4 separate regions of the Zea mays genome follow, and all the other regions are linked to region 1. A link is a contact called in public Hi-C data. All regions are on one chromosome and are shown on one strand. Each heading gives the region's core, a stretch centred on a gene start, on an enhancer-like site or on the middle of the called end of the contact. The rest is flanking DNA. Distances are from core to core; before and after follow the strand shown. Region 1 holds the start of LOC103635409 (transcription factor FAMA). Region 2 holds the start of LOC100191327. Region 3 holds the start of LOC103635405 (loricrin-like). Region 4 holds the start of LOC103635404 (calcium-dependent protein kinase 1).

The links. A called contact is a pair of places that touch in the nucleus more often than the background predicts.
Region 2: a Hi-C map of root tip shows a contact between it and region 1, with 7 times the contacts expected there. The contact joins the promoter of LOC100191327 here to the promoter of LOC103635409 in region 1. A contact is called at or near these places in 5 of 25 Hi-C or Micro-C datasets (bundle sheath, ear, leaf and 2 more).
Region 3: a Hi-C map of leaf shows a contact between it and region 1, with 7 times the contacts expected there. The contact joins the promoter of LOC103635405 here to the promoter of LOC103635409 in region 1. A contact is called at or near these places in 10 of 25 Hi-C or Micro-C datasets (bundle sheath, ear, endosperm and 3 more) and 1 of 3 datasets of contacts at active chromatin or transcription factors (leaf).
Region 4: a contact with region 1 is called in a Hi-C map of bundle sheath, with 2.6 times the contacts expected there. The contact joins the promoter of LOC103635404 here to the promoter of LOC103635409 in region 1. A contact is called at or near these places in 3 of 25 Hi-C or Micro-C datasets (bundle sheath, leaf and tassel).

What each region holds. Positions count from the first base shown.
Region 1 is chr8:77,543,079-77,550,056 of Zm-B73-REFERENCE-NAM-5.0, reverse strand. LOC103635409 (transcription factor FAMA) reads left to right here and starts at 5,578. Exons shown (of 4, transcript XM_008657865.3): 1 at 5,578-6,137; 2 at 6,270-6,899. The coding sequence starts at 6,126.
Region 2 is chr8:77,859,719-77,866,529 of Zm-B73-REFERENCE-NAM-5.0, reverse strand. It overlaps LOC100191327, which reads left to right and starts at 2,202. Exons shown (of 1, transcript NM_001136761.1): 1 at 2,202-3,392. The coding sequence starts at 2,328. The coding sequence ends at 3,122. It overlaps LOC100279239, which reads left to right. Exons shown (of 9, transcript NM_001152260.2): 9 at 1-390. The coding sequence ends at 92.
Region 3 is chr8:77,203,820-77,210,366 of Zm-B73-REFERENCE-NAM-5.0, reverse strand. LOC103635405 (loricrin-like) reads left to right here and starts at 2,925. Exons shown (of 2, transcript NM_001319733.1): 1 at 2,925-3,035; 2 at 4,448-6,547. The coding sequence starts at 4,694. It overlaps LOC103635406, which reads right to left and starts at 700. Exons shown (of 2, transcript XM_008657862.4): 1 at 1-700. The coding sequence starts at 309.
Region 4 is chr8:77,165,358-77,171,760 of Zm-B73-REFERENCE-NAM-5.0, reverse strand. LOC103635404 (calcium-dependent protein kinase 1) reads left to right here and starts at 4,603. Exons shown (of 8, transcript XM_008657859.3): 1 at 4,603-5,568; 2 at 5,919-6,062; 3 at 6,191-6,343. The coding sequence starts at 4,845.

The DNA of each region.
Region 1 (6,978 bases), core at 4,329-6,828:
TTGAGCTTTCGTCGGAGTCCCACTCCCGACAAACATGGGCATCGCCGCCCTTCTTCTTGTAGTACTTCTTCTTCTCCTTCCTCTTGCCCTTCTTGTCGTTGTCCCTGTCACTATCACTTGATAATGGACATTTAGCAATAAAGTGACCGGGCTTACCACACTTGTAGCAAACCTTCTTGGAACGGGATTTGTAGTCCTTCCCCTTCCGTTGCTTGAGGATTTGCCGGAAGCTTTTGATGATTAGGGCCATCTCCTCGTTGTCGAGCTTGGAGGCGTCAATTGGTTGTCTACTTGGTGTAGACTCCTCCTTCTTCTCCTCCGTTGCCTTGAAGGCCACGGGTTGCGCCTCGGATGTGGAAGGCTCATCAAGCTCGTTGATCTTCTTGGAGCCCTTAATCATGCATTCAAAACTAACAAAATTCCCGATGACTTCCTCGGGGGTCATTTGTGTATATCTAGGATTGCCACGAATTAATTGTACTTGAGTAGGGTTAAGGAAAATAAGGGCTCTCAGAATAACCTTAACCACTTCGTGGTCATCCCATTTTGTGCTCCCGAGGTTGCGCACTTGGTTCACCAAGGTCTTGAGCCGGTTGTACATGTCTTGTGGCTCCTCCCCTTGGCGAAGACGGAAGCGACCGAGCTCCCCCTCGATCGTTTCCCGCTTGGTGATCTTGGTGAGTTCATCACCCTCATGCGCCGTCTTGAGTAGGTCCCAAATCTCCTTGGCGTTCTTCAACCCTTGTACTTTGTTGTATTCCTCCTTGCTTAAAGAGGCAAGGAGAATGGTTGTGGCTTGAGAGTTGAAGTGCTCGATTTGGGCCACTTCGTCCGTGTCGTAGTCCTCATCCCCTACGGATGGTACCTGTACACCATACTCAACAACATCCCATAATCTTTTGTGGAGAGAGGTTAGATGAAATCGCATCAAATTACTCCACATAGCATAATCTTCACCATTAAAAGTTGGTGGTTTGCCTAATGGGACGGAAAGTAAAGGTGTATGTTTAGGAACGCGAGGGTAGCGTAGGGGGATCTTACTATACTTCTTACGCTCTTGGCGTTTAGAAGTGACGGACGCCGCGTCGGAGCCGGAGGTGGAGGTCGATGAAGTGTCGGTCTCGTAGAAGACCACCTTCCTCATCCTTTTGTGCTTGTCCCCACTCCGATGCGGCTTGTGAGAAGATTTTTCCTTCTTCTCCTTATGGTGAGAAGAGGAAGATCTTTTCTCCTTCCGCTTGGAGGATTTCTTCTTCTTCTCTCTTCTCTTGGTGCGGGACTCTTCCGATGAAGTGCTCCCTTGGCTTGTAGTGGGCTTGTCGTCGCCGGTCTCCATCTCCTTCTTGGCGTGATCTCCCGACATCACTTCGAGCGGTTAGGCTCTAATGAAGCACCGGGCTCTGATACCAATTGATAGTCGCCTAGAGGGGGGGGTGAATAGGGCGAAACTGAAATTTACAAAAATAATCACAACTACAAGCCGGGGTTAGCGTTAGTAATAATAAATGAGTCCGCAAGAGAGGGCGCAAAACAAATCGCAAGCAAATAAGGAGAGTGACACACGGATTTGTTTTACCGAGGTTCGGTTCTTGCAAACCTACTCCCCGTTGAGGAGGCCACAAAGGCCGGGTCTCTTTCAACCCTTCCCTCTCTCAAACGGTCCCTTGGACCGAGTGAGCTTTCCTTCTTCTCAATCAACCGGGAACAAAAACTTCCCCGCAAGGGCCACCACACAATCGGTGCCTCTTGCCTCGGTTACAATTGAGTGTTGATCACAAGAGCAAAAGAGAAAGAAAGAATGCGATCCAAGCGCAAGAGCTCAAAAGAACACGGCAAATCTCTCTCGCTAGTCACTAAAGGCTTGAGTGGAATTGGAGAGGATTTGATCTCTTTGTATGTGTCTAGAATTGAATGCCTAGCTCTTGTAAGTGGTTAGAAGTTAGAAAACTTGGATGGCTATGAATGTGGGGTGGTTGGGGTATTTATAGCCCCAACCACCAAAAGTGACCGTTGGCTGGAGGCGTCTGCTCGATGGCGCACCGGACAGTCCGGTGCACACCGGACAGTCCGGTGCCCCTGCCACGTCAGCGTTGCCGTTGGATTCTGACCGTTGGAGCTTCTGACTTGTGGGCCCGCCTGGGTGTCCGGTGCACACCGGACATGCACTGTTTGATGTCCGGTGCACCGGTATGGGCAGCCCTGACGTCTGCGCGCGCTGCGCGCGCATTTAATGCACCGCAGGGAGCCGTTGGCGCCGCAGGGAGCCGTTGCTCCGCTGGCACACCGGACAGTCCGGTGCACACCGGACAGTCCGGTGAATTTTAGCGGAGCGGCTTCCGCGCGAACCCGAGGCTGGCGAGTTCCGGAGGTCGATCTTCCTTGGAGCACCGGACATGTCCGGTGCACACCGGACAGTCCGGTGAATTATAGCGCGCCGGCTTCCGAGAAATCCCGAGGGTGAAGGGTTTGAGTCTGAGTCCCCTGGTGCACCGGACAGGTACTGTTCACTGTCCGGTGGCACACCGGACAGTCCGGTGCGCCAGACCAGGGGTGCCCTCGGTTGCCCCTTTGCTCCTTTATTGAATCCAACACTTGGTCTTTTTATTGGCTGAGTGTGAACCTTTTACACCTGTATAATCTATACACTTGGGCAAACTAGTTAGTCCAAAGATTTGTGTTGGGCAATTCAACCACCAAAATTATATAGGAACTAGGTGTAAGCCTAATTCCCTTTCAGCTCACAAGTCACAGCCACGAGTCCACAGCCACAGAAAAGAGCAATGCCGTCCGTCATGCACGGCAAGGAGCCCGACCAAGCGATTCGATCAAGCAGGGGAGAACGGGTCGCATGCTACATGAAGGTATGCAGGCTGCCAGTTCATGATGACATTCGTGTTGGCTGCAGGCTGCGCGTGAGCTCGGGCGTTCGGCTGCAGGCCGTAGCTGCCAGGGAGCTTGGGTTGAGAGGGAGGGCTCAAGACCGGTGATCGTGCAGCTTGGTAACGGGGTCCGCACTCATAGCTTGCTCACCCATAGATTGTAGCAGCGGGCGTACAAGGTGGTGCAACCTACGGGACCATACGTGACCCGTGCCACCGGCTCCACTCTGGCGAGCGCCGCGCGGGCGGTGGCCCTCACATTCGACAAGAGGACACGCTAGTGAGCATCTACAGGCTGCTCCAGGGCGCGGCGCGTATGGCAGGGTAGTGTCTACTGGCGTCGAGGGGTCTGTCAGGACGATTCACGTGGCGCGCGACCAAAGCCGCTGTCGCATGTTCTTCTCCAACGAACAAGCAGATCAAATATAATTAGAAGGACGTACCATTCGATTGTGTAGAGGAATCGAAATCTGTCGCGTAGGACAGTTCGGCTAGGCCGGTGACCTGCCGGCTTGATGAAGAGTTGATGCAGATCTGATCCCGCAGCAACGTTGAGGTAGAGCGTGCTGATAACGTGTTGAGAACTACGTTACCACGGATCACCAGATCCGCTCCCTTCTCTCCCGTAAGCAGTAGAGGCGCAAGAAGATGTAGAGAACCCGTCTCCCTTCCCATAAACACGACAGAGTAAACACACGAGACACTGAATATAGGGTTGGGCCTCTGGCCTCTTTCTGTTCTCTGTATTATGAGGGGGTGTACAGGTTCCTTATATAGAGATGTGAGACCCCTCAGGGGCAAAGCAGGTATTTGCCCACATAACCCTAACTAGGGTTACTTAACAGGCATGACGCTAAATGCTTCTGCCTTTTTTTCTTTCTCCTTCTGCTCAGAGACATTAGAGCATTTTTTTTATTTGGTCGTTGACACCTTTTCTTAGCATTGCGTAGCTAACATAATAATGTTTATTGGATAACACTAATATGTTTTTTTATATATGCAGTTTAATTTAAAAATGGTCTAACTTCTCGTTTCATTTTATTTATTGGACCGGCGGAGTATGTCTGACTGTAGAGACCTCTCTCAATCAGTGGGACTTTTTTTTATTCTTCAGAGACAGAGAGAGAATAATAATCAGTGGGTTGAGATGCAGGAGCTCGTTGGTGTCTTATTTTTTTGTGGCATATCTTTTGTTTTTTTTTCAAATTGATAGTTTAAATCTGGCTGCTGATACCTTTTCCCATGATAATGAATTTTAATTCGTTTTGTTGATGCTTCAGGTTACCACCCCGCGGGTGGTGCTTGTCATCAACGTCTTGGGCTCTATATAGGTGCCGTTTGGTTCACAAAATGTAACATAAATGGTAATGGTAACGATTCGCGCTCGAATGTCGGCGGTAACAAATTTGAATAAGGAGGTATCCATTTATAGTGTGGTATCGATTACGGTTAGACTTAAACAAACATAATCTAACGTTATTGGTTACCCATTACATTACCAATATGTGAACCAAACGGCACCATAGAGTTGTGCAGTTGATAGGTGGATCGTTGTTTTCAGATAAGTTGTACCAGTGTCGAAGAAAAAAAGATGAGTTGTTAAAAAAAGCTAGGATAAAATTTGTCGTCCTCTTACTTCTTCTTTGTCTAACAAAATAATGGCAAATCTTTTGCCGTCCTTTTTAAAAAATGGTTTTGCAACCGACGACGAGGCCGTTGACACTGAGAGGACATCTGTACTGTACATGAGTTGTCTTCAGTTCTCTGCAAAAGACTTTCCCTTTTCGGAGCAAGAGGGAAGAAAGGAAGGCAGGAAAGGCACAGCGCAGCGGACTCCATCAGTCATCAGAAACGGGCTCGATTGCAACCGTTAGAGCCCATAACACTGGGGGGGGGGGGGGGGGGGGGGGGGGGGGGGGGGGGGGGGGGATGCGAGGACGAGGCCCACGTCTACAGAGAAGCCCGTTGTATTCATTCATTTGGTCCCCGGACGGGTGGAGGACTGGGCCTTGGTTAAGGGCTTCTTGAGGGAGCCCATCTGGCAATTCGCATCTCCCGTCCGTTCGTTGTCGCCAGCTCAGCTTATCGCCGCAGAGGCCGATAGAGAGAGGTAGAGATGCCAAACGGGCCGCCCGGCCAAAAACCGGGCCGGGCCTACTGAGCCAGCGGGCTTAATTTTCTGTCCAAATCCGGCCCGCAGCGGACCTAAACGGACCGGGTCGGTCCGTTTAGCACGAAAAAATGGGCCGAAAAGCGGGCTAAACGGGCCGGTAAGCACGTTTTAGTGTAAAAAACGGACTTAACAGTCTTATATGTAAACGAGCCGTGCCGAGCTAGCCCGTCGTGCATAGTTTCCTGTCCAAGCCCGCCCGCTTATTCTACCGTGTCGGGCTCAGACCGGGCCCAAAAAGCGGACTTCGTGCCGGGCTCACGGGCCTTGTGTTTTTTTGGCCATGTAGAGAGAGGCAGGAGAGAGGAGAGGGACAGAATTGTCGCGGGCGGCGTCGGCGCGGCGACCTTTATAAATCTGCGCCCATGCATCCCATGCATGCCGAGAAAGAAGAAAGCAAGAAAAAGAAGAGGCGCCGGCCCGTGATCATCCATGACGCGTCCGCGGCGGCGGCGCGAAGGAGGATAGAGAGAGAGAGGGAAGCTAAGACGACTAAGACCGCCGCGCCGACGGAGATGAAAGAGAGAGAGAGAAAAGCAGAGGCGGGGAGCGCCGCGCATGTGAACAACATAACTCACCGGCCGGAGCGGGGCGCAGCGGCGGAGCTAATACGCTAACCCGGCCCCTTGGAGGTGGCCGAATTCATCAGCCTGGCTCGTCCGTCCTACGCACGCCTCCACCATCAAGATCGAGCTGAGCCTCCCTTAGCTTCTCTCTCTCTCCGCCATGCTCAAACACGAGGAAAGCTAGCTTACCAGCTTAATTAGCTATCTTCGTCTTCCTCCAGTCCCCGGCCGGCCCGCCCTCCTTGTTCGCTACTTCTCTCGTGACCCTGTGCAAACCATATACTATACTATATAAGTGCAGAACATGCATGGTGATCAGTGACTGATCGCTGCTGAGTTCTGGAGAGCTTTACAGTGCTTCTTGTTTATTTAGCTGCTGCGCGCTGCCTGCTCCGGCCGGCCGGCCATGCACACGCACCGCCTGTGAGCCTGCCTAGCTGCCGACCTGCATGTGTCCGTCGTGATTCATCAAAGCACCACCAAATACGCTGCTGCTCCACCCGCCTGATCATGGACAAAGAGGTATGCATCGCAGCATGCCTGCATGTTTAATTTTCACGTACCTCTGCGAATTGAACCTCTCTGTCAAGTCAAAGCTTGATGCATGATCTCTGACACGTATCGATCCCTGTTTGGAAATGGCATTACCAGCAGCAGGAGAGTCACCTCGACAGCTTCGCGCCGCTGGACGGCGCCGCGGCGCCGGAGGACCAGCAGCACCAGCCCGCCTGCGGCGGGGGGCCCGAGATGGTCGACTACATGCTTGGCCGCCACCACGTGAACGCGCACGCGCCGCCGTCGCCGACGCAGAGCCAAGCGGTGTCGTTCGACAAGCTCAGCTTCTCCGACGTGCTGCAGTTTGCCGACTTCGGCCCCAAGCTCGCGCTCAACCATCCGGTGGCCGCGTCCGTCGGCGGCGGCGAGGACGCGGACGCGGACGACGACGACGACGGGTACTTCTTCAGGTTCCAGTCGCTGCCCCAGCGCCATGCGGACCGTGAGGCGGCGGGAAGCAAGACGACGGCCGAGGACGGTGGAGGAACCGGCGTCGTCGTCTCCGAGGGCACCACGCTGGTGCAGCAGCAGGCCGATCACGGCCGGGCGGACAAAGCCGGGGACCAGGGGAAGAGCGGCCGCCGGAAGCGCCCGCGGACCGTGAAGACCAGCGAGGAGGTGGAGAGCCAGCGGATGACGCACATCGCCGTCGAGCGCAACCGCCGGCGCCAGATGAACGAGTACCTCAGGATCCTCAGGTCACTCATGCCAGGATCCTACGTCCAGAGGGTACCTTCACTTCATCACTCACTCTGCATTAAATTCTTTCGTGTGAAGTTCATGCGTTCCAAGAACAGATGTAAGGGCT
Region 2 (6,811 bases), core at 953-3,452, 320 kb before region 1:
GGAGCGGCGATAACATCACCTGCATCGTTGTGAAGTTCGAGCATGACAAGCCTGGTGGCGGCGGCTACTCGCCTCCAGGCGACAAGAGTTGATTCCATTTGCTGTTGGTTATACGCTTTGCCGGTGTCCCTTTTACCCTGGGCCGGATTTTGCTGGCCCCATCCATGGTGCCCCCCGCGGCTGGTACTTGAGGAAGGAGCTGGTTCATGTTCGTCGCCTGTCTTGTCTATATTTATGCCACTAATTTTGGTCTCCGGTCAGTGGGGTTACCGGCGGGCAGTGCTTGCCCATTTGCATGTTTATCGTGGGTTCATCGTCCTATACGGCATTGTTGTAGACTTGTAGTTGCTGTTGCCTGTTGTATCAATGAGAGCTAATTCTGTGAGGCGCAGGGGGATGGGTGCACTTTGAGATGTTCCCGGACCGATCTCCTTGCAAACACCTCCGCTGCACTGTATGTTTCTGTTATATACAGATCATTGTCCTTGCACGGCCGTCAGCCAAGGACGAATGGCCAGTGAAAATGTGGTGGTGCTCACTGCCCAAAAGCCTCTCTCAAGGCAGAGGGCTTTGCAGTGTGGCCAAGGTCTGCAGCTGGAGAGGATGCTGAGTTGCAGGCTACAGCGTTGGAGTAATAGTGGGCACATGGTTCACTAACCTACTGATTTCATGAGTAGGGATCGATGGGCACCCACAGACATGAATGGAACGTGGGCATCAGTTCACGGTGCACCTATGCGTTCTCAGTAGCTAACTGTAGAGCGCCTTTGCCACCGGTTTGTCAGGTCAGCAGTTTCTAAATAGAAAAATACTCCCCTCCATTCATAAATATATGACACTGTTGACTTTAAAAAAAATTTAATCAATAGTTTTATTAAAAAATAATAATTTATAATTTATTTATTTATTATATGTTTTATCATGTAGTTTGCGTTTGACTTAATATTTTATATATTTAAATAAGTATTTTAAATAATACGAGTAGTCAAAGTTTAAAAAAATAAATAAATTGTGTCATGTATTTATGAGCCGAGGTAGTATACGTCTAGACATAATATTATATACCTTGACATAATATACGTCTAGATGCATAATAAACTCTATGTAAATTAAAAAGCTAAAACAATTTAGAGCCTCTTTATATCTTCACGGTTTGATAGAAATAGAAGCTTGGGTGGGAAAAAACGTCCAATAGCTACAGATAGAGTCTGCGGATGACTACAGATAGCATCTCCAAGTGTGTTATTTTTTTAAATTTTACTCTCTAAATTATTATTTAGAGTCATTTATATAAAAATCATTTTCTATATCTTTTCAATTTTTAACAGCCTTTCTATATCTTAGAAAGATTCACGTTTTCTATATTTAGCTAGCGAGAAACACGAAATAGATAACCATTTAGATAAGTTGTTTGAGTGTATTTTTTTTACAAAAGTCTATTTATATAGATTACGAAAAATATAAAGAGGCTCTTAGAGTTGCTCTTCTAGCAAGTTCAATAGTTATGTAAATTTTAGCTCTCTAATCATAGATTTAAGAAGTTGCTAAATAACTTTAGGAGTAAATAATGTGAATTCTTCTATAATTCTTTAAATATATGTTGTAGTTTTGTTTTGTATCTATCCAAATAAAAAAAGAATAAGTCACAAATTTCAACAATTAACTTCATTACCTACATAATGCAGTCAACATTTTTGTTTAGGAAGTTGTTAAATGTAGAGAGTAAATGTGTTTAGATAAGAAGTTGTTAAAGTTAAAAAATTTATTGAGAGAACTGCTGGAGAAAAGTTTTTATGTTAACTAACTAAATTATTAATTTAGAAAATCTCTATAGATTATATCTGCAACAGTATGAACATCTGACTTTAATTCAAGCGAAAATATATAGAGAACGTTTTTTAGCAAGTAATAAGTAGTGCTTTGAATGATGATTTTTGTTGGCCTTGATACCATTTTTTTCTTCCTCAAATGCTGATCCGTTTGTTAGCAACGAGCCAAGGACGCACAAACGGCATGCTTGCCAGATGTAACTGCCCACGTCCGCGTGTGCCTTCAAACATGCTCGTCTGGCAACACAAAGTGCCAAGCTTGTTGCATGTCGTCAGGGCGCAGACCTCACGGCACGGTGCCACGTACGCGAGAGCACCTGCACCACCTGGCCGCCTCCCTCCAACTCCAAGCCGCGCCGCATTAACACACTTACACACCGATCGCGAAACTGCTTCCTAGCTTCGTTCCGGTTCCGGAGCGCCAGAGAGAGAAAGAAAGGGAAAAGAAGCGCCTTTGCCCACCGCGCGATCGATCGATCCGGGGTCCGGCGGCCTGCCATGGTGAAGCTGGCGACGGCCAGGGAGGCGCGGCTGTACGGGCCGGCGCTGGCGGCGAGGCGGTGGGAGTACATCAACGCGGGGACATACGTGTTCGCGGCGCTGCTCCTGGTCCTGGCGGCGGCGCTGTCCATGTCCGTGTCCGCGGCCAGGCTGGGGCTCGCCGTAGGCGCCGTGGCGCTGGCGGCCGTGGCGGCCGTCAACGCACACGACCTCGCCGCGCACCTGGCTGGCGTCGACTGCCGCGTGGGACTGGCGAGGTACGATGCCCAGCTCGGGCTCGTGGAGTTCCTCGTGCCGGCCGTGCACGCAGCCGGGTGCGCGCTCGCCGCCGCCGGCCTGGCGCTGCTGGCCTCCCCCCACTCCCACTCCCAGTCCCAGCAGCGGCACGCGGCGACCATGCTGCTCGTCGCGGCGCTGCTGTGGGTGCTGGGCTCCGTGCTCAACTCCTGCCAGGTGTACGAGCGCGCCGACGGCCGCGCGCAGCTGCTGCAGTCGGGCGTGCAGGTGCCTCAGCTGCTGGGGAGCCTTCTGTTCCTGGTCGCCGCGGCGCTGAACCGCCCCCGCAGCGGCGGCGAGCCGGCGTGGCTGTGCCTGGTCGGGAGCGTGCTGTGGCTGGCGGCAGCGCTGCTCAACGTGCTGAAGGTGTTCGCCATGCACCAGAGCGACGCGCTGCGGCTGGAGAAGCTCCGCGGCGGCGCGCAGGAGTGGCTCAGCCGCGACCGCGAGGGCCGCGTGCCGCTCAACTGGGAGGAGGCCGCCAGGAGACGGGCGCTGCCCACCGAGCTCCGGTGATCATCGCCCGCGCCAGGCGCCACCCATCATTTCCCGTGCCGTAAAATGAGGGGAAAAGGGTAGATAAATAAATTGTTTCAGCGCCACCCTTTTGGGCCGTTGCTTGGGCTCAATGGAGGCCCGAAGCCCCGGATTGTAGGGCCCATTAGCTGCTGGAGCTTATCGCATTCCATTTCCTATGTCCGAGTCCCTTGCGGCTCCTTTGGAAGGAAAAGGAATGAGAGAATTAAGAGATGGATTGAAGAGGGTTGGAAGGATTAAATTTCTTTATATTCAAATTTGACTAGAATGGGTTTAATCTACCCTAATCTTTCTTAATCTATCTCTAACTGAACAAATTTAGGGTTAGAATCCCTTACTATTTAAAATTGAATATTAAAATTAAATAGTAAGAGATTCTAGCCCCCTCAATCCGTAGGTCGGATTGAGGTCGTTTCTCAGTATAGGTTTCTCAGTATAGCTTAGCAGAAGTGTCACATCCTGATTTAAGGGCTAAACCCGTGCTGGGCTAAACCCGAGCACGAATCAAATGTGTGCTAAGATCAAGTTTTACATATATGGACTCATGATACAGAAACGAATGTCACATCTTTACTATATAATAAGAGTTATGTACAAAATAGCTATATAATTACATTATACGAAGACGACGATCCAACAGCCATAGTTGACTGGGAGACAACGATCTAGACCTCTCATGAACGAATCGCGACATCCTTAATGCTCCTTATCCTGTGGTACCTGTTCCTGACCTAGGGGATGTGAGTACAGCAAGTGTGAGCAGTGAGCTCACATACGTTCATCGCTCAACAAGTTGTGGAAATAATATGCATGATCTCACAGTGGGGCTCATGTGAAGTGTAAGGCTTATCAAAGGAAATGGTTAAAGCTGAGCATTGCTTTTAAAGTTGGTCAAAATTTTATTAGCAATTACTAAGTATAAGGAGATACCAACCCAAATAAATAAGAGATCACATGTAAATAAATTAATAATAACACCCATGATGCAATGCATATGATAAATTAAGTTTAATTCCATAATTTAATCATGTGAATGTTCGAGCCGTTCATGACCGTGAGCATGACTGATATACCAGTTTTACACTGCAGAGGTTACACATCTTTACCCACAAGTCGTGTTACCTATTTGCCACGGGATCATGAATCTCATACATCTCTACCGAGGAGACGAAGCAGGGTAGCACTACGAGGCCTTTACAAAGTTCCACTAGCTTCAGAAAACGCGCTACGGTTCTGAGAAGGGCGATATAGGAATCCCTCGTCCGAAAAGCCATCGTAGCATGATAGACCCGAGAACCTCCCTATACCGCAACTCCTCTACCGCCCTTGCCCCTTTCGGGTAAGGTAGTTGTCGGAGAGAGAATTCTCCGGCCGGGTGGCGGAGTGCACCCACCCTAAATCCTAAGATGAGGAAGGGGCTTAAGCGTTTTGCCTGTACTGCTAAGTGAACATCAAGCACATGGACACGCGAGGATTTAGAGTGGTTCGGGCCGCTGGAGCGTAACGCCCTACTCCACTGTGTGTTGGATTGCTGTTGAAGCTTGAGAATTGAGAGTCTCTGTCTAAGTTTGGTCTAAGGGAGCTTGAGCCGTCCCCTTGTAACGTTGCATGCCTCCCCTTTTATAGCTAAGGGCGGCATGTACAAGAGTGCTGAGCCCCGACATGTGGGCCCAGGAACATAACAGAGGTAGTACTTGAGCTACTAATGTTTGTTGCTGGAGCAATCTTCTTGTGCCCTGACATCCGAGATTTGCGTAGTATCGGCGTGCAGGGGAAGCTTCTCGTACAAGGGATGATGAGCACAGTGCGCTGCGCAGCACGGGCGTACTGTTCGACAACGGACTAGACAGGTGCGCCGTCTGCAGGATGGCCCTGGCATCGCCTGCCAGTGGAATGGACAGGACGCATTAAATGCTGTGAGGGCACATCGCCTGTCAGCAGGGTGGACAGGCGGCGCGTCCTTTCCGCAATAAATGCAGAGACCGCGTGACCTAGAGGCCTTACGTCAGGCTCCGCCCGCTGGCTTATGTCACAGTCTACAAGCCACGTGGCCGCATCGGGTCTTTGCCTGAGCGGGGAGCGCATGCACGCAGGGTAAGGTCCGGACGCGTGGCAGTACCGGACCCTTGCTCACGCCAGAGTTTCCCCTGTCCCGGGACCTCGTTGCAGCCCGGACCTTACTTGGATGGATCTGGACCCCATCCAAGGGACCCGACATGCTTACTTGGGAGTCCCGGGCCGTAATCGGGGGTCCGGGTTGTGCGTACAGGGGTCCGGTGCTCCCTCGCGGAGGTCCGGTTCAACTGATACATCCTGGGATGTATCATCTTTCCTCGCCACATGGTGCCTCTTGAGCGGTCCACGTGGTGGGGTCGAGCGCTGTTCACCGTGTGGCTAGGGAACACCGTATGGGCACCGCGCCTTCATACCATAGTATGGGGTACCCCTGATTCAGGGTACCGACAGTGGCCCCCGGGCCCGCCTCGGGGGAGCATGCGAGCCTGCAGGTGAGGCCAAAGTTTGACTGGCGATTGGCTCGCTGCTCCTGCGCGCTCGTTGATGCAGTTACTGCCGGCCCGCCCATGGTCACGCTGACTGCCACGCCTGCCCCCGCGGCTGACTGGCCCGTGACCTCCGCACTTAATGTATTTGTTGGGCCATGCGCGGGGTGCCTCGAGTCGCTGCATTGGTTTTGAAAATTTATCTTCTCAGTCTTCTGCGACGGCCTCGAGGAGGCACGGTATTGGCGCGAGTGGCGGTGCGACTTTTCTGCACCCAGAAACCGGCGCGCCGGGTGTATGACATGTGGGCCTGGGTCCCATGCCAGAGGTTGGACCACCGGTTGCAGCGAAGCCGAGGGGGCGCGCAACCGCGGGGCGGTTGCATGCTCCTTATGCGGCGGTTCGCCTCCTTGACCGCTGGTTGCGGCGAAGATGGAAGGGCGTATAACCGCAGGGCGGTTGCACGCTCCCTGTGCGACGATTTGCCTTCTTCGTGCTTTGGGCCAGCTTGTATGACATGTGAGGCCTGGCCCCCATGTCATAGGATGGGGACCCTGGTGCGCATCGGGGGAGACCTTGCCTGTGACGCTTCGGGGCACGAGCGGGGAAATTTGCCTTTAAAAATGGGTTCACCCCTCAGATAGCAGCCATGTCTTGCTTCTCTCCCACTCGCGGCGCCCTTTCATCTTCGAGCTCTCTATGCCCCTTTGCCTTCAAGGTTTCTGCTTTGCGTTGCCGTAGTTTGCCATGGCCTTGTGACTTCATCCCGAGCGCGCCCAGACTGAGTGAGTGCTCGAAATGGTATACCGCCTGCTTGGATGGAATGCGCCGGTATTTGCCGGGAGGACTTGTGTTGGGGTCTCTCCTCTCGGCGACCTTTCCGCCGAAGAGTTTGTGTTCTTTGTTTCCAAACTCCCCAGCGGGTTGGCTCTGCCGATCCCACCTTTCTTTGTGCAGCTGTTGGAGGGGCTTGGCCCCCAGCCTCTACCCGTGGTGTCCTGCTTCAACCTTCAGGCGTCCATCGTCGCCTACCTCCACGGGATGTCCGTGGAGGCGATGCTCCTTCCCGCTTCTTCCTCCAGCATTCGGGGGGAAGGATGATCACCAGCCTCGTGAAGGTGGACAGCGGGCTGAGCTACGGCTCCATCCCACGAGCCCCCCAATTCT
Region 3 (6,547 bases), core at 1,676-4,175, 340 kb after region 1:
GCCGTGCGTGGCCGCGGCGGCGCGCCCCCACCAGCTGCCCCGCGGCTCCATGCAGTGGCGGACGTAGCCCTCGGCGTCGCGGACGGCGCGGTGGAGCTCCCGGAGCGGCGCCTCCAGGGGCTTCCACTTGGACAGGCGCTCGTTGAAGCGGAGGTGGGCGCGCACCTCGGCGGCGACGGCGGCGAAGGCCATCGCGCAGGCGTCGGCGAGGAGGCGGCATTGTCGCGGGTTGATGCGGAGATCGTCGGCGAAGGCCATGAGCGTGTGGATGCCGCCGAGGGCCTCGCCCACCTGGCGGAGCTGGTCCATGGATCCTCAATGCTCGCTCATTGTTTGGGGCCTCCCGCAGTTTCTGTGAACGAATGATGCAGAGGAAGACACGAACGAACGATTTGCTAAAAATGGAAACGGTTCCTCTGATGCCTTGTTTTTGTTTCCGCCGTGAGCAGTCGTTCTTGGAGGAAGACATGGAACATGGGTACAAGTAAACAAGAAAAGTTTTGATGAAATCCTGAATGAAGCTCTGTACTAATTAACGGGTTTGTTGGATGGCTAACCATTCCCTACGTCTAGTGTGAGGATGATTGTATTCATTGGCAGCACCAATGCAAGTACGTGTTTAGGTTATCCGGCCGGTGAGGGTTAGGCCAAAACTTAAAAAATGGGAATCCATTAATTTTAATTCAGAAATGTATCCTAATCCGATTCGATTCTTAGATTTTTTATACAAAATTCAAAGCCAATTATCGCTCTAGTCACGAAGCATCATGCTCACCAAGCACGCGTAAAATGCATGTGTATGTGCCGTGTAAGGCTACTGCTAGGAATATGGGCCAGCCTTTTCGAGTCAGCACAAGCACCGCCCAAAAATAGGAGTCTAAAGCACGACCCAGCACGAAATAATATGAGCCGGGCTAGCGCGTCCCGAAGGCGGGCCTGGTCCGGGCCTGAAATTCTAGCCCATCAAGCCCCAGAACGGCCATCACTGGTCCGGGCCTGAAATTCTAGCCCATCAAGCCCCCAGAACGGCCCGCACAGATGGGCCGAGCTTGGGAGGCATGACCCAATTAGTTTAATTTCTTTAATTTAGTAAGATACCGACTTTATATTGTTGTGATATTTGAAGTTTATGTGGTCAAATGATGCAATAGTTGTTTAATATCTTTAATTTAGTAAGCTATAGACTTTATGTGGTTGTAATATTTTGGTTTTATGTGGTCAAATATATAGGCCAGGATTAGACCAGCACGGCCCAACGAAAGCACGACGTGGTTTTAGGGCTGGTCTGGGTCAATGTTTTTGCAATTCGGACTAGCACGGCACGACTCAAAAGTTTTTTAGGCTTTACTGACTCGAATCCGTTTGGCACAAAGCACGATAATCTTGGACCGGGCTGGTCCAGCCCGGCCTGACCCAATTCCCAGCACTACGTCAGGCTACCCCCTCTGCAAACACTCTATTTTGCGATCAAACAACCTAAAACTAAGTTATTTGCCATGCATGGCGCTGGTGCCGCTGTATTTGCGCTGTGACCAGCTAGAGCTAGCAGACTAGAACGAACGTGTATATATATAGAAACTACGAGAAGAAGTGGCAATTGCATGCATGTCCGGCCAGATCGATGAACAACAACTGCTGACATAGAGAACAACGTTCGTTGTTGACGTGTGCATGAGACCAGAGACCACTGAATCCAAGCAATGCAATATACAATCAGACAGGCGGTAACACGTCGAGGCAGGATATGCTGTGTGTACCATCCCAAGATCGCTGGTTTGTGACGTGATGAGTGACACTGTTGTGCAAGCAACGAGACAGGGTAGTGATGGATAGATAGCATAGCATAGCATTATTGAGGCGATGGATGGGCGAGCTGGGGCTGCATGCGCTCAAGGATGGATGGATGGATAGAAAGATAGATTCTCCATTGTATCTGTTGTTGCTAGCCAAAGACCAAAAGGGAGGGCTAGGGCTAACGGCTAAGAAAGATAACGTAGCGGCGTCCTGTCATCGGCAACAGGCTAATAAGGAATTTGTTCGGTCAGGCACAGGCAGGAGAGAGAGAGGGGATCCAAAAGCATGCAAAAAAGGGGCGGCCATGGGAAGCTCGTTAAGCACCGCCATTCACTCGCTCCATCATCCGGTCAACACACGCGTACCTAAACGTATATATATGCTACTGGTTTACAAAAAAAAAAGATAAAATCGAATTATCAAAACAATCTTTTTTTATTCATGTAAAATACAGTTTGGAATGTCTTTTGAGCCGAAGCAAAAGCCGGCCTTTTTTTCTTTCCTCGCTACCTGTCCCTGCCTCCCTCGGCGGGACTCACTCACCGGCAGGCCACAGGCCGGCACCAACACGGCCGAAGGCGACGGGGCCCCACCGGCGCGCACACACCACGGACGGACGGTGGGCGGCGAACCGCTGCCGCCGCCCGCCGGCACGGCACACGCGCACCGCACATGCCCTGACGACCGGTCTGCGAGGACGGGCCCTGACGACCGCCGTGGGACCCACAGGCAATGTTTTTTTTTCTTTTCTTCTGAGAACCCATTTTCCTAACAGGTTCTTATTTTTCTAAAGGCTCAAAAACTGGATAGCCCTAACTGTCTCTTTTTTTTTACGTCGAAGAGTGAATTCGCGGGGCGTGGTGTAAAGGCCAGGCTGTAAGAAAAAAAAACACGGAGAATGACGTGTAATTTGCAGCCGGAAGAAAAGTCAATGGCGGGGAGAGCAGATGAGAGGCAGAGCGCAACAAAAGGCATCGTCTTTTCTCCGCGGCGCGCGTGGTGGGTGGCTGGCTGTGGCTCCAGCCCAGCGGTTTGCCGCGCCACCCCGCCCCCGCAGGCCGCAGCCGCTTTTTTATTATAAACCGCCTGCGCTGCGCCCCCTCCTCGCGTGCTCGATCTTTCCCCCCTGCGCTGCGCACACCACCACCAGACGCCCCGCCGCCGCCGCCCCCCGTCGCCCCGGCTCCCGCGCGCATCAGTCCGGCCCTCCCCGTCTCGTCTCCCCCGCTCCGCTGCCGCAGGTGAGCCACGCCTCCTCCTCGTCCCCCCCCCCCCCCCCCCCCCCCTCTCCTTCCTTCCTTGCTGTGCTGTCTGGCGCTTCCTCTCTCTCTGCCCCTTGGATTCTGTTAAATCTGTTGCTGGAGCCATGGAAACGGGTGAGGGGCCTTGGCTTTCGGGATGGTCGCGGACCGGGGTATCCACCGGCGACTCCCTGTCCCTGCCTTCCTTCGTTCCCCTTGCCGTTTCGTAGCCGCCAGCGTCGGTTGAAACCCTGCACCAGTTCCGTTCATCCCGACGACGGAACGGAAGGAAAACCACGAGCCTCTCCGTTCGCTCGCTCGTCCCTTGTCTTGCTATGTTTCCCGGTTTGGTTCTAGTTTTTAGCCAGAGAAGAGATCTAGTCCGGTGCCTGGCGCTCCGCTCCGGCTGAGGCGCTGCTGGCTCCGGGCGGATCTGTACTGTACCTGTGCCCTCCGCTGTTGGTGTGTCTCCATGCAAACTGCTGGAGGACTTTGTCCCTGTCTCCCTGGCCTCGTTGTCTGTCGCTTCCAATGCGTCCCATCTCTGCGTTTTGAAATTAGAGTTGGAGTTCAAATTGCTCTCCTTCATTCAGTTTTCTCTTCTTCTATTCCCATTGTCGACTTGTTCTTGCCTCTCCCCCCACTTAATTTATCTTCAAATTTCTCCTGCACTGCAAACACACTAGCTAGCTAGCGCCGGTATTCCTTCTCCACTGAAAAGAAGACACATGGACGAGGAGGGGGGAAAAAAGGAATTTTTTTTTACACACAGGGAAAAGATCGGTGGCGTCCTTGGTCTAGCTGATCTTGTCGGACAAAAGTGTCTGCCTATTACTCGTACTACACCACTACGCCGATGAAATTTCCTGCAATAGGCGCACACCACTGACAGACAGACGGACGGTGGAAGTGGCTGTGTGCGCGCGATAGGAAAGGAAAAACTTGTGCGCCGCAGCTGCAAGTTGTGTTGTGTAGTGCGATCTGCACAGCACCGTCTAGTCCTCTACGACTAGGAGCAATAGGCTCTCGTAGTCGCCCATCTCCTTGTGACGATGCATCGTGCAGCTGCGGCAGAGTCCTGCACTGTGGTTTGCCTTGGCGTGGTCATAGTTGCCATCATCTTTTACCAAACCTTTCTTGCCCCCCCACCCCCCCCTCCCCCCCCCCCCCCCCCCCCCCCCCTCCTTGCGTGCTCACCTTTCCTCCCTCCGTACTCACATCGTAGAGCAGATTTTGGACAGTGCAAGGATTCAGGGTCATGGTTAAACAACTGTTGTCTTTTGTGCTATATCAAGCACACAACGCATGTAAGGGTTTGTGATTTTTTTTCAAACGCTGGTTTCACATCAGACTCTCTGCCCTCTCCCTGGTCTTAATTTCTCTAATCTACTATTGCTTTTCTTAACCTGCAGGTCTATTGTCCCTTCCGGAAACTGAAGCTCAGCCCCCCAAAACCTCACCGTCCTCCTGTGGTTCTTGAAAGTGGCGAGAGATGGATCGTGACGATGTGGCTGGCTTTGTCAGCGGAGGTTGCAAACATTTCTTGCGGGAGACTTCTAATCTAATATAACCCAGCAGCACAGCACAGTAGATGACAGTAGCAGTAGTAGGGTTTTTGGTTCTTTTCGTTTCGTCTCTGGACATGTTTCTTGACTGGAATGGACAGGGCCTCCTCCTCCCTAAGCCTTGGATCTGGTGGTAACGTTGACTCCTCGAACGATCCCTGTCACCGGCAGGCAGTTCAGTGCAGATCGAGGTACTGCCGTCGGCACACTACTAGTGTATCGTCCCAGCTTCTCTGGGGACAAGACAACCCGAGGGCTGGTATGGCTGGAGTTGAAGGTCCTGGAAACCCGCTGCTCACGCTTGGTCTGGGCCGGTCACCAAGTTCCTCTGAGACGAACAGCAAGGTCAGCTCCCCCACAGCCTGCATGATGTCTCCATCTTCAGTGAAAGAGGCTGACGAGGAGTCGTCGATGGATCTTGGTCTGAGCTTTGATCTCTGTCTTGGTCATGACACTGCACATCGTCACAAGAAGCCATCGGCAGGTGCTCCGAAGTTGGACCTTCAGTTGAGCCTGTCCACCTGTTCGCCTGAATCAGCCTTGACCAATGTAAGTGCCAATGATGGCTTAGAGACAGTGGCAGATACTACTACTACTCTGGAAAAGCTAGAGCCCTGGATCTTCAGGAATTACATGGCTTCATCATCATCATATGCATATGCTTCTGAAGCAACCTACGGCCTTTCTTTGCCAAAGATACCTGAAGATGTCGTGGTCGTGCCTTCAACAACAGACGTGTCATCAGCCGTTACGGTGAGCGTGAAAAGCCCGGCTCCGAAACGGAGCAATATTAGCACGAAATGCTGCCAGTTCCCAGGGTGTGAGAAGGGAGCGAGAGGAGCCTCTGGTTACTGTATCGCCCATGGCGGCGGCAGGCGGTGCCAGAAACCTGGCTGCCAGAAGGGAGCCGAGGGGAGGACCATCTACTGCAAAGCCCACGGTGGCGGCAGGCGGTGCCAGTACCTGGGCTGCACGAAGAGCGCCGAAGGCCGCACCGACCACTGCATAGCCCACGGCGGCGGGCGGCGCTGCAGCCAGGACGGCTGCTCGCGCGCCGCGCGCGGGAGGTCCGGCCTGTGCATCAAGCACGGCGGCGGCAAGCGGTGCCAGAGGGAGAGCTGCAGGAGGAGCGCGGAGGGGCACTCGGGCCTCTGCATCTCGCACGGCGGCGGGAGGCGGTGCCAGTTCCCGGAGTGCGCCAAGGGCGCCCAGGGGAGCACGGGGCTGTGCAAGGCGCACGGCGGCGGGAAGCGCTGCACGTTCCCCGGATGCACCAGGGGAGCCGAAGGCAGCACCTGGCTCTGCAAGGCGCACGGCGGAGGGAAGCGCTGCGCCCACCAGGGCGGCGGCGGCGGCGGCGCGTGCCCCAAGAGCGTCCACGGCGGGACGCGGTACTGCGTCGCGCACGGCGGCGGGAAGCGGTGCCTGGTCGCGGGCTGTACCAGGAGCGCGCGAGGGAGGACGGAGCACTGCGTCCGCCACGGCGGCGGCAGGCGGTGCAGGGCCGAGGGCTGCGCCAAGAGCGCGCAGGGGAGCACCGACTTCTGCAAGGCTCATGGCGGAGGGAAACGCTGCGTGTGGGGCCAGGAGGGCTCGAGCCTCGGGGCCGGCGGGCCGCCGTGCGATAGGTTCGCGCGGAGCAGGGTCGGTCTCTGTGCGGGTCACGGCGCTCTGGTCGAGGACCGCTGCGTACACGGTGGCGGCTCGTTGGGCCCTGCCCCTGCTATCGGGCAGCTGACAACCGATTGTGAGCCTGCTGCTGCTGCTGCAACGAGGGGCGATGCTGATATGGCGGACGGAGACGAGGAAGCGTTCCTGACGCTGGGATGGAACGGCGACGGTGAGTCTGCTGGCGCCACGGCCCCGGCCCCGTTCATGGAGGGCAGGGTCCATGGCAGCGGGCTGCTTGCTCTGCTCAGCTGCTCTGGTAATGGCGGCGCCTCGGCG
Region 4 (6,403 bases), core at 3,354-5,853, 380 kb after region 1:
CGACCGCTGCGTTCCTTATCCTCGCGTAACCGTAGAAGCGCTCTCTATTTTTATATTGCTCGTTTTGATAATATTTTATCTTGTATGGTGTAATGTTCTTAAGCAAGTATATGTTTTCTTGTGCATGTTTGTATTTGTTGCGCGTCACGAATAGATTGCGATCTGTTCCTGAGCTTCGAGGAATCGATGATCAAGATTTGGTGAACCACTGGTCCCGAGATCAAGCTCTTCGAGTTCTGCAAGGTTGAAGATCATGAGCATCTGTTTGGTGAAGACAAGTGTCCCTTGACCCATCTATATCCTACTCATTTTATAATTCACTCACCGCATTTGCACAATTTATACCTAAGGATTGACTAGCTTTTGTTTACCTTGTCCTTGTTTACCTATATGGGTTGGGTTATTTTGGTTTAGCTTTATGCTAGTGCTTCACATTAATCAATGAACATGATGAGATTATTTATGATACAATGTTTTTCCTTTTGATTAGGATGATGATACTGTGACATTTAAGGGGACTCGAGCGGTTTCTCGAGTGCCTCTCCGTAAGGACTGGTTCGTTGGATGACCGCCCGGGAAAACAATGCAACCATGAGGGTAGTATGGGACGCCCTTAGCTGAATAATTAGAGGAACTAAGGCGTAGTTCGCTTCGCCGTTGTGCCGTCAATGGGGCTCGGTGTATGCGGCTCGCTCTGCCGAGGGTGGATTGCCCCTTGGGGAGGAGTGCAGTACATTTAGGAAACCTAACGGGTGGCTACAACCTCAGGGAATCTTTGTAAAGGCTACGTAGTGAAACCCTGCCTATTCACCTTGGTAGTGTTTAAGGGTTTGATCAGCCCAAGGCAAAAGAGAATCACGACTTGTGGGTAAAGTGTGCAACCTCTGCAGAGTGTTATGAAACTGATATATCAGTCGTGCTCGCGGTTATGAGTGGCCAAGGGAGCTCCATTGATTAGAGACACATTGACCAGAGATACTTTGTTTACAGGTGATGATGAGGATAATGATGATTTTTATAATTATGATTATGCTTATAGTTTCTGGTATTTTTCCATTTGAAAAGAGTACTTTTGGGTTAACAACTTGGGTTAATGTTAAAACCTGGCTCTCTACTATTAATAATTACCTGACCAACTAAAAGCAACTTCTTAACCTTAACCCCACATAAAGCTAATCCACCTCAGCCAAACGAGACATTTGCTAAGTACGTTGATGTGTACTCACCCTTGCTTTCATAAAACACCAGGTTGCCTTTGATGCAATCTATGCTCAGGTAAAGAAGAAGGTGTCGAGGCGGATTCTCCAGGAGTTCCAGGACTTCGACGAGTCCGAGGATTAGGCTAGCGACCTCCCCTAGTCAGTTGCCTGTGGTGGGTTTATTTACGTTGGCTACGTTTCGATTCTGTGTACTTTGATTTATATTATGTAAATAACTCTAGTATTTAACATTATAGCTTACTCTTTATTGTTATTCGAAGCATTGTGCTATGATAAGTCATTTATGTAATCGTTGTGTACGTGAATTTCTGATCCTGGCACTTACATGGTTCGCATTCGGTTTACCTTCTAAAACCAGGTGTGACATCTCCTCATGTCCGCGTGCGCCGACAACGACCACATCATCTGGACGCCTCATCGTGGGCGGAGAGGACACCTGCGATCGTCACCGCCGTTGCATACTTCGCCATGTGGCCTTGCTGTCGTCGGATTGGGGTCGGCCGACACCAAGGAAGCCTGCACGAAGAAGTCCATGTGCGTCGGGCGCTTAGACTCAGTCAATTCCATGACGCCGACCTAACCGGACCTGCAAATTCGCCGCCCACCGTCGCCGCGACTGTCCTCATAGTGTTGAGGGGTAAGTATCCATCCATCACGTTCATCTAGCGTAGGGCATCATGTGACACTTATCAAATCGAAGTTTAGCGCGTTATTCCAATGATCTGGGTGGCCGGTCATGGCGCCGCCACGCTAGAATTACGCATCGCCGCACTTGTGCGGGGGGGGGGGGGGAGACGTGTTGAGGACCGTCCGATTCGTCTTGGGTGGTCACGATTAGATTCATCGTACCTATTCACGCATAACAATCCGGGTCGCTGGTGCTTGATCGGGCGGTGGCGATCGAATCTGGATACTGGTTCGGGACGATGGATCCGTGGCCATCCGATCAGAATCTGGCGCACGAGAATCGGTTCCGACGTGTAAGATCTAGTGCGTCAACTAGAGATCCTGCGACTGTGACCTTAGGGTTAGGCCGATCTAATCTGGATCTCAGATTTTAGATCAGACGATACAAATCTAGTGATACCCCTTTGCGGCGTCAGTCTTACTAAAGAGTCCCTAGGATTATTTAAAATTAACCCGCAATCCAGTGCAAGTGTAGCCTGAGTCTTGGGAAAATTATGATTTAGCCCCCGGACTTTTTAGTAATAGTGCACGCAACCCAGACTGTTGATAAATCAAATAAATGATTATAGAATTCGATTTTTAGTACAATAATATTCCAGGAACTTGTTTAATCTATAGAAAATCCATTTCAACTCATTTTTAATTCAGTCCACTGGCATGAATTTTGTATTAATATTGTTTATCACTTGGTAACTCTGTTTAGCCATGAAACTTGGATTAAAATTATTCACTTGAATTTATTCTATACTAAGCACTTAAAACTTCAGAAAATCATAACTCCAAAATTGTAACTCCGAATTTACTGATTATTGTTCCTACGATCTCGTTACGACGCGTAGAATATTACCATGCAATTTATCCCTCTGTTTGGTGTGATGTTAATTTCTGCTATACCATGTTTGTGTGTATTGTTGCGAGTAGACGAGCAAGCCACTGAGGACTCAGGTGTTCAGCAGGTGGAGACTGCTGAGCAGGAGCTCGTTGAAGGAAAGTTGTGCCCTTGATCACTTCTTTTTTCCCAATAATGTTCCTTTTAATCATTATGATATGTATAGGTTAATTTTGATGGGACCCAATAGGATACCCTAGTTTGACTATCTTTATACTTTGTTTACCACTGAACTTTTGGGTAGTACTTGCTATTGCTTTATGTGGTTTTGGGTATGGAGATACACATTATTCATGATCAGGCTTTTATTATCAATTTTTTATTTACTGTTCTTGATAAGATCATATTGTTAATTGGAACTTGGAGAACCACACGGGAAAACAGTGCTACCACAAGGGTTGTATGGGACGCCCTTGGCTGATTAATTAGGAAAGTTAGTGGATGACTACCTTACCCGAAAGGGGCAAGGGCAGTAGGGGAGTGGTCCGTGTAGGGAGGTCCTTTGGGTTGATTTTGCTGCGATGACGGTCAGGCGAGGGATCCCTGCATTGGAGCTTCCTAGAACTGTAGAGGGTTTTTTGAAGCTAGTGGAACTTTGTAAAGGCCTCGTAGTGTTACCCTACCTCGCTTTCTTGGTAGAGGTGTATGGGAAGTCGTGATCCCTTGGCAGATGGGTAACATGACTTGTGGGTAAAGATGCGCAACATCTGCAAGTGTAAAACTGGTATATCAGCCATGCTCACGGTCATGAGCGGCTCGAACACTCACATGATTAATTTATGAAATTAAATTCAATTTGTCATTTGCATCGCATTGTGGTTTATTATTAGTTTGATCTATTATTACTCTGGTTTGGTATTTACTTACATTTAGTAAATGCTAATAAAACTTGACTAACTTATTAAAAGCAATGCTCAGCTTTAAACCCTTATTTGTCGGTTAGCCTTACAGTTCACATGAACTCCCACCTTTGGTGAGTTCATGCACATTATTCCCCACAACTTGTTGAGCTATGATCTTTTGTGAGCTCACTCTTGCGATATATAAACCCTCCATAGGTGAAGAGCATGTGGACCAAGAGGAGCCGCCCTATACGGAGGAGTACGAGTTGATCTAGGTGGCGTCTCCGTGTCAGCTTGATGGCGACAAGGAATAACTATTTAGTTCGTCTTATTGTTATCATTTATTTTTGTAAGACTTCCGCTATGTAATAATAATACTTGTGGCATTTATCTCTATATACTTTGTCATTATATGTGATGTTCTTCTTTGACGTACATATGAGACACACTCGTCTTTATCTCTTAAATTCAGGTGTGGCATAAAAGTACAAAGGGATATAGCCCTATTCATACCTATGCATTCACTGTTTTGGACTGAACTTACTTTATGATTATAGATGTTGAGATGAATATTAAAAATGTCAAGCCAAAATAAAGAGGGTATAAAAAAACTATGAATTGCCTTGACCATATCGATGTGGATTCATATAAATAAAATCATGTGAATTAAATTAAACCTTGATTGATCTTAACATTCATGTAAAGAAAATATTCAATTAAGGATCATATTGAATAAATGTTTTTTAATATATGCTTATTATGTTGTGATTTGAGTATGGTGATAAGATAAATATAGCAAAAAAAAAAAGGCTTTGAGGGATTAAGTGACGAGGCAGAGCAGTATGAACTCTATAAAGATTGGCGCCATCAAACACGTTAGTTAAAAAACTCTACCAAAATAATTAGTTTTAAATTTTGTTTTAAAAAATAGAAATAAAAAAACCCACCGCGTTCGTGCGTCCGTGGAGAGGGACGGAGACCAGTCGCCCGCCGACCCGTGCGTCTCCACTCGTCCACGCGCAAATCCCCTTCCCACCCCCTGACCAGACCAAAGGCAGTAGCAACTAGCAATGCAGCTTCCTCCTCGTCTTCCTCCTCCACCTCAGCTGCTCATGCTCCTCCCAGTCCCCTCCTCCTGCCCCCAATCCTCTTCCGCCCCTCCCTCGGGCCTCTTCCCCATCTCCTGATCACACTCGCTCGCGCGCCATGGGCGGCCGCGCCTCCCGCCACCGCGCGCAGCCGCACGACCAGTCTTCTCACCCTCCTCCTCGGCCGCCGCCCAAGCAGCAGCAGGGCCAGCAGCACCCCAACAACCGCCCCAACAAGCCCAAGCAGCAGCAGCAGCCCCCACCTCCACGTCCTCCGCCGCCACACCAGGCTCCCCCCGCCGCCTCCCCCGCCGCCCCGGGCGCGGCCACCGTCGGCCGCGTGCTGGGCCGGCCGATGGAGGACGTGCGCGCGTCCTACACGTTCGGCCGGGAGCTGGGCCGGGGCCAGTTCGGCGTCACCTACCTGGCCACGCACAAGCCCACCGGCCGCCGGTACGCGTGCAAGTCCATCGCGACGCGGAAGCTCGCGCACAGCGACGACGTCGACGACGTCCGCCGGGAGGTGCAGATCATGCACCACCTCACGGGCCACCGCAGCATCGTCGAGCTCCGGGGCGCCTACGAGGACCGCCACTCCGTCAACCTCGTCATGGAGCTGTGCGAGGGTGGGGAGCTCTTCGACCGCATCATCGCGAGGGGGCACTACTCCGAGCGTGCCGCCGCCGCCCTCTGCAGGGAGATCGTCTCCGTCGTCCACAGCTGCCACTCCATGGGGGTCATGCATCGGGACCTCAAGCCCGAAAACTTCCTCTTCCTTAACAAGAGGGAGGACTCGCCGCTCAAGGCCACGGATTTCGGACTCTCCGTCTTCTTCAAGCCCGGTACCTAACCTATCTATTCCCTTTTGCTCTTCAGTCTTCACTACTACTACTATTCACCGTTTTGGAAATCCATCAGTCTCGGATGCCCATTCGATTTCAGTCCTACTCGCTATGTATGATTCTGCTTCGATTCCATAGACAGACGCTCATCCTCTTCCTTATCCTCATGTGGGAATCCAGCAGATACCAAGAGGAGGAAACTTTGCTGTTTGATTGACTCGTGCTTTAACTAGAGTCTAGAGGAGGAATGATTGTTGTTTGATTTGGTCTCAGCGATTCAGCTCCCACTCATCTGTACTGTGTCCAACTCAACTGAAACTGAAAACGATCGATGATCGATTGCAATGCAGGCGAGCAGTTCAGGGATCTTGTCGGCAGCGCTTACTACGTCGCCCCAGAGGTGCTCAAGCGGCGATACGGAGCTGAGGCAGACATATGGAGTGCCGGAGTTATCCTCTACATCCTGCTATCCGGCGTCCCTCCTTTCTGGGCCGGTACGTTTCTCTGCTCCCTGTTGCATAAACCAGCCAGCCAGCCACATCTTGATGCCAATGCCATTATCCCCTTACTAACATGCCACCGATGCTCTGTCTTCTTTCTCCCCTGGTTTTGGTTTTACCAGAGAACGAGGATGGCATATTTGATGCTGTTTTGCGAGGTCATATTGACTTCGCATCTGATCCCTGGCCTTCCATATCGAATAGCGCAAAAGATTTGGTCAAGAAGATGCTGCGCCAAGACCCCAAGGAGCGGCTTACTGCTGCTGAAATTTTGAGTAAGTGTTCGCTACCTCTATCGCCAAACTCGGTGCACTGCCGATTTATCTTCTTCTGTA